Regions from separate parts of the Zea mays genome. Here region 1 is linked to region 2. The links are chromatin contacts, called in public Hi-C maps. All regions are on one chromosome and are shown on one strand. Each heading gives the region's core, a stretch centred on a gene start, on an enhancer-like site or on the middle of the called end of the contact. The rest is flanking DNA. Distances are from core to core; before and after follow the strand shown. Region 1 holds the start of LOC100285109. Region 2 holds the start of LOC103625889 (ATP-sulfurylase 3, chloroplastic-like).

Region 1 (3,374 bases), core at 405-2,904, 150 kb after region 2:
GGGTAAGGTACCCAGTGGGCACACGAAGCCATATTCATACCCACTAGGAAAAATTGACCCATATTCATACCCACTACCCATCATGGTACAAAATTACGTCATACTCATACCCATTAACATTATGATAGACATGATCATTTGAATCGCAATAATAAGTACCAGCATAACAAATGTATCGAACCCAACATAATTTTATCACAGGTTCAACAATATTCAACATTAAATGGCAACGTCATGCCTTCAAATCACACAAAACATAGCATTGATTCTTAGGGTTAGCAAATAGCGAGAGCAAATTCATTTTATATGAGACATATAAATCCGGACCCACGTGTCATATATTAGCGGGTTCCCTATCGGGTAGCGGGTATGGGGGCAACAGAGAACATACCCACGCCCACCGTACCCGATGGGCATAACAAATGACCCAATAAAATACCCATGTGTATCAAAATCCGTCATACCCGTGCCCTAATAGGGTTTTTACTCATCGGGTTTCGGGTACCCATTGCCATCCCTAGAGGGAACTAGTTGTTTTATACATTCTAGTACCCATTTTCTGGCACATCAGAATTTATTATTACTTCCTCTGTTTTTTCTATCTTTATTAGATAATATAAAACTACTTTCATAATTTATAATTTACATATTATATTTCCACAAGGATTTTTTTAACAGGTGGAGGTGGTCAATAATAGTAGTAGTAGCTTGACTAACAACAAAGCTAACATGGCGTATAAAACTACAAATAAAAACGGATGAAGTACCCCTTGAACCATGTTATGTTAAAAGTTAGTTTAGAAACTCAAATTCTGAACCGAGGGGGTTAAAGGAGAAATTTGTTAGGTGTGACGGCGAGTTAGCTGAAAATTTTCGAGAATGTTTGGAAGTGAAGTATATTTTACAATTTCAATGCGATACAATGGTTTTGAATAATACCGTAGTATTTTATGTGATGAGGTGTCTGGTTGCAATTTTAAAAATTATGTTTTAAAAATTATGATAAACTAGTTAATATGATATTTTTGGAGTATTGAAAACTCCACTTCAACTCAAAGTTTTCATGGCACGATTAGCTTTTAACTGATATCATAATTTATAATGTTGTATTTAAAACAATGTTTTTTTAAAACATGATATTTTTGGAGCTGATAAAACTACGGTATTGTCATGATAATTATAAAACATAGTATTATAAAACTATGATTTTGAGAAACATGGTTGCTAAAGGCGGTGAGTGAGATCGTTTTCTCGCATGGAGGAAAAAAAAGTGCCCAACATATGTCTTCCTACGTGGCGCGTGACAGAGCTAGCTCCTGGACGACTGGCCCGTGGGGCCTGGGGCTGCGCCGCTGCGCTACGGGCACCCGGCGACGCCCACACGAAATCCACGGCTACCCCTCTATTTATACACACGACTCTTCAGCCCGTTCTCCTTCGCGCACCCCGCGCCTCGCCGGAGCTCCGCCGCCGCCGCTGTCCGATTCCGCAGCAGAGAAGCCACCAACACCGCCGCACGTCCGTGGATTGTCCTCAGATACGCCTCCCCGCGCCGCGTCTTCCTGAGGCCGAGGCTCCGACGCAGCCGAACCCGTGCATCCCACGGGTCCGGAGGAGGAAGAGGAGGAGGGAGGAGCTGCTGCTCGGCGGCCGCCCAGGACGAGCCTAAGGGATGAGGGCCGCGAGGCGGTTGGCCCGCGTGCGGCGGGAGGCGCTTGCCGCGTGCATGACGTGCCCGCTCTGCCGGGGACTTCTCAGGGAGGCCACCGCCGTAGCCCTGTGCCTCCACACATGTAAGTTCCCTCTCCTCTCTCCCTTCCTGGCCGTCTCTGTCCCGTTCGTTCGTTCGTTCGAGCTCTCTATCCGCGTCCGCGCTGGAGGCCGGCATGGTTTCCCCACCCGCGCCGCCCCCTCGTGGTCGCGGACTCGCGGGAGCTCATCTCCGCGCGTTTGCGTCCTTCGCTTTGGTGTCAGATTCTTCTTGTTCTCTCGTTCAGATTCTCCCGGCGATCGGGCTGGCGTCCGATGCGAGTTCTTTGGTCCCAGGAGGGTGGCGAACGCGCCGCCTTTCGCGTGGATTGTGGTCGTGCCTTTCGTCGCGCGCGTCCATCTCGTACGTGGTGGTGGTCACCTTCCGCCGCGTTCGCGTTTGCTTCCCCGTGGCCGGCGTTGCCGTTGCCCATTGGAGAGTAGGAGCTCATCGGGAGCCGGGGTTTCGTGCCCAGCGCTCCCGGTGATGGTTCTTCTTCCCACGTCGCCACGGTGCATCTAGTGTTCTCTCTGCTCGTTGTTGACGATCCCGAGGTGTCCCGTTGCGCCCCCCTTGATCTGCACGAGGTCCAAAAGGCGCGGGCTTTCTCCTGAACCGCGTCTGCTTTGTCGACGCTGAGGCGCTGAGCTACGCGCCAGCTGCCGCGGGAGCTACCCGGGACGGCCCCGAGCTCCCGTCTACGGCGCGCCCGCGTTCGGTTTCTCGCCACCGCTGTGTACCTTACCTCGTTCCAGTGTGCTCGGTTCTTGACATGCCTGTCTGCCGAGTTGGCAATGCTGCGAAGCAGCGGCACTCAGGCGGCTCCCAGCGTTCGGTTTCTCGCCACCGCTGTGTACCTTACCTCGTTCCAGTGTGCTCGGTTCTTCCCATGCCTGTCTGCCGAGTTGGCAATGCTGCGAAGCAGCGGCACTCAGGCGGCTCCCAGGTTTCATCAACGCCGCTGCAGGCTATTCGCTGTCTTGACTCGGAACAACCGTTGGGACGCCGGAAGCGTGCCGCAAGTTATCTTGGCCCTGAGCATACCCTCGGCGGTGACCGCCGGTGGCACACATCCTCGTGGTTCTGTCTCCCATTCACGATCCCTGACGGGGTGATCGAACAAGTTTCGGTGCATGGACGAACGCTTGCGGACCGCTGAGCTTTTAGTGCCATGGGAAAAGGCTGTAAAGCGGTGGCACTTGTTGCAGAATGTATGGGTGTCATGCATCGAGGCATTCTAGAAGCTTCCTGTCTGTTCGTTAACGGTCGGGAAGTTTAAGAAGGGTGCCATTCTGGCCTGCTTCTGATTAGAAACGTGGTCTCCGATCAGCTGGAGTACTCATGCTTATTATTGATAGAATGGGAATTGGATCTCAGTTGGATGCTGTGATCACTGCCTTCTAGTCCGTAGTATTTATTTGTTGAAGAGTTGGGACTTGTATAAGGAAATTAGTTGCAGTGTTCATGCTATATGGTTTGATCTGCAGTTCTGCAGCATTCTTTGATCGATAAAACATTTCTTGGTTTCATTGAATATATTAAGTCAGGCAATGCTGCTGCACCATGAATGTATCATAGATGTGAACCATGGTGGAACACATTACAGCACATATTCTAGATTTGT
Region 2 (3,478 bases), core at 405-2,904:
GTGGTTTGTTACGGGTTTCGGTTCAAGATAAGAAGAATGTGGTCTAATAATGGGACAAGCTTAAGTCCATAATACCACAGTATATGGGTATTTCACATAGGCAATATATTTCTTTAGTATATATACTTTTATTTGATATCCTTTTGTAACGTATGAATCTTGTCTGTGCATATGCACCCTACCAAGTAGATTGCATTTTACCTTATGTATTATGATTTTTTGCTTGCTTTGTCATAAAAAACGAGGATAGATTATAAGAAGAATAGACCACGACACATTTGATTAAGTTTTTTAGTGTTTGATGAATAATATAATCATTTGCAATAATGTGTGTGCTAGCTTTTATAATTATAGATAAAAAGGATGCAGTGTGGACTTGATAAGAGACAATGAGGTTATCAAGGAGATCAACATCTTAAAGCAAGACATTTAAAGACTCACTAAAGATCTATTAATATAATGCAAGAGTCCAAGACGTAAGATAGAAGAAGTTCAAGCGAAGAAATAAGAAGTCACGGATAAAATATGTTGCAGAGTGTATCGGGCGTGTCAAGTAATACACCTTATGTTGCACCGGACATGTGCAGTGCCTGTGCTCAAGACTGTGCTAAAGAGTGAGTTCATTGTACGCGTACGTGTGCACTAAATGCCACACCAGACAAAACACCTAGTAAGCCATGCAAAGCGTGTGTGGGGTCTACAACGCACCGAATGTATTCGATGGAGACAGCGTACATAGAGAGGGATGCGAATGCAACCAAGTTGGGTAACACTCACCGGATATGTCCGGTGTAGCACCAGATACCCAGGCTTGAATGGTAGACAACGGCTAGTGGGCATGGAACTTGCTTGGACAGTTTAGTGCATCACGGAAATGTATGTTTGATTCCAACTGCTCTTTTGGAGTGGAGAGGCTATAAATACTACCGCAATCGTTCATTCATTGGAAGTTGAGGAACATTGCTAATATATTGAAACTCCAATCATTTAGCTCTAGATACTAAATGCTAAAAGAATCGCTCAATGATTAGCGTATGTACTTTGCAAATTGATTATGTTAATTGGATTGCTACCATAGCACTTGCTGTAGGTTAACTCCTAGTTTTTAGAACTGAGGTTAGACACCCTCCATTTCCTGATGTTTGCGGCTTTGCGCAAGGCATGTCAAATTCAAAAAGAAATAATGAAATTGATTTGGGATAAAAAAAACAAAACTGTCGTCCAACTCCTTGTAGCCTTCGCATAGGGAATACTTCACCCACATCTTTTCTTGATCTCTTTCGATCATGGCCGATGGCTGATGGCTGATGACCACCGTACCACAAACCTGACCTGCGTAGAGAAACCCTTAGCACAAAGACACGTAGGTTCAGACGTTGAAAAGGTGTCATCACACTAACAGCAGTCCAAATCCAACCTGCTCAGCATCCTAAACAAAACACCAAAAGCCAAGCAGGCATGATGCATCCTCATCAACCCCCATTAACCCTGGCTGACCCACGTTGCCCTTCCCCGCCCCGCCCGGCAGACTGTGTTCACCGCGGCCATGTCCCTCCCGCCCCGCAATCCCATCCAGGTTCACGCGCACCCGCCTCCCCTCTTGCCTTTTCCTAATCAAATCACCCACGCAGCCACTGCGAAGGTCCGGTGGTGGCCGCCTTTCACAAAACCAAACAAAACGCACCCGCAATATAAAGAGGAGACCAAGGCGTGAAGTGGAGGAGGCAGAGGTGGACGAGGCGCGCCACCGCCCGAGCCGAATCGAGCTGCAGAAACCACCTTGGCATGGCGACACAGGCCGCTTTCCTCGCAGGGTTCTCGCAGCTCGCCGCGCAGCCGGGCCGCGACCGCGCCGTGGCGGTGGCGGTGGCGCCGGCGCCGGGCCCGGCCCGGGTGGCCGTTGCGGCGGTGGGTAGCGCCAAGTTGGGCGTGAAGGCGGGGACGTCCAGGACCGCGGCGGTGGCGCGCCTCGGGGTGCGGTGCCGGGCCAGCCTGATCGAGCCCGACGGCGGGCGGCTGGTGGACCTGGTGGCGCCCGAGGAGGGCGGGCGGCGCGCGGCGCTGCGGCGGGAGGCGGCGGAGCTGCCGCACCGGCTGCGCTTGGGCCGCGTCGACAAGGAATGGGTCCACGTCCTCAGCGAAGGGTGGGCGAGCCCGCTGCAAGGGTTCATGCGCGAGCATGAGTTCCTCCAAGCACTTCATTTCAATGCCATCCGCGGCCAGGATGGCAGGATGGTCAACATGTCCGTCCCCATCGTGCTCTCTGTCGGGGACGCACAGCGAAGGGCCATCCAGGCCGACGGCGCCACGCGCGTCGCGCTCGTTGACGAGCGCGACCGCCCCATCGCCGTCCTCAGCGAGTAAGACAACCGATTCCCCCTTGCTGCTTGTTTTGTGGGCTTGTCCTGTCGCTGGTCCTATGCCTGTATGTGCGTTGGTAACTGAAGATGATAGAATAGAACATATGAGGATCTCATGGTTGCGCAAAAGAAATAATTGCTGGTAGTTGCCAGCAGGGTTTGGAATTGTGAGCCTGTGCTTCTGGTTAATTAGGTTCATGAATAACCTCTTTAGCTACAAACATACATGAATTCAAAACGCACATGTCTTCCCTCTTTCATAAGGCGCAGAGCTTGGCCCTCTCAACAATGTGTAGGTGCCTTCCATAATTTTACTATGTTAGTACTGATTCTGTTACCGGTCATTTACTGAATGATAAGTACATAACTTGGTATTGCAGAGCTAACTGTTGTTAGGTGAAATTTCTATCAAGTAGAATCATCTTGACAACAAACATGTTTTTTATAGGAGGTGGTTTCCTCTTTTGTCAGTTGTACTATTACAGCTAGAAATAGCTTCCTACTATATCAAGATATCTGTCTGTATGTGTTGGTCGTTATCAGCCAAGTCGCAGTTGGTCTAGGCCAATAGACATACCCTCGGACCTCGGATCTCGGACTCACTGTATTATTCTAAATCTTAGATCACTTTCTCTAGTAGATAACTGTGTTTCACATTTTCTCCGCGTCCTAGTATTATAGATATATTCATTCATTTAAAAGTGTAGCTTGATAATAACCTTACATGTCAGTATGTCACGCTAATAATAATACTGTGTTTCACATTTCGCCGCGTCCCAGTATTATAGGTATATTCATTTAAAAGTGCCATGTGATAAGATCCTCACATGTCATGCTAATAATTTTATTTCATCCCCTTGTTTTTCACAAACTCCTAAGAGTGTCAAATCATCAGAGAGAAGAGGGAAATAGAATGTCAGTTTTACAGGTGTAGTTATCAAACGTTAGTGGCGTGGTAACGTCATCCATGTATGTCTCTGTGCCTCTGTAATCTCAAGCCATGAGAAAAACACATTCTTTATTGTAGATATCTATCCGATTGCTAATGAAAACAATGACGTTCATGTTAATTATTGCATAACCTGTTGGTATGACAAGTAAGTATCAGTTTTAATTTC

What was found. A called contact is a pair of places that touch in the nucleus more often than the background predicts.
Region 1: a Hi-C map of ear shows a contact between it and region 2, with 1.6 times the contacts expected there. The contact joins the promoter of LOC100285109 here to the promoter of LOC103625889 in region 2. A contact is called at or near these places in 2 of 25 Hi-C or Micro-C datasets (ear and root tip).

What each region holds. Positions count from the first base shown.
Region 1 is chr5:8,326,307-8,329,680 of Zm-B73-REFERENCE-NAM-5.0, forward strand. LOC100285109 reads left to right here and starts at 1,655. Exons shown (of 7, transcript NM_001367334.1): 1 at 1,655-1,793. The coding sequence starts at 1,673.
Region 2 is chr5:8,174,069-8,177,546 of Zm-B73-REFERENCE-NAM-5.0, forward strand. LOC103625889 (ATP-sulfurylase 3, chloroplastic-like) reads left to right here and starts at 1,655. Exons shown (of 5, transcript NM_001301566.1): 1 at 1,655-2,360. The coding sequence starts at 1,786.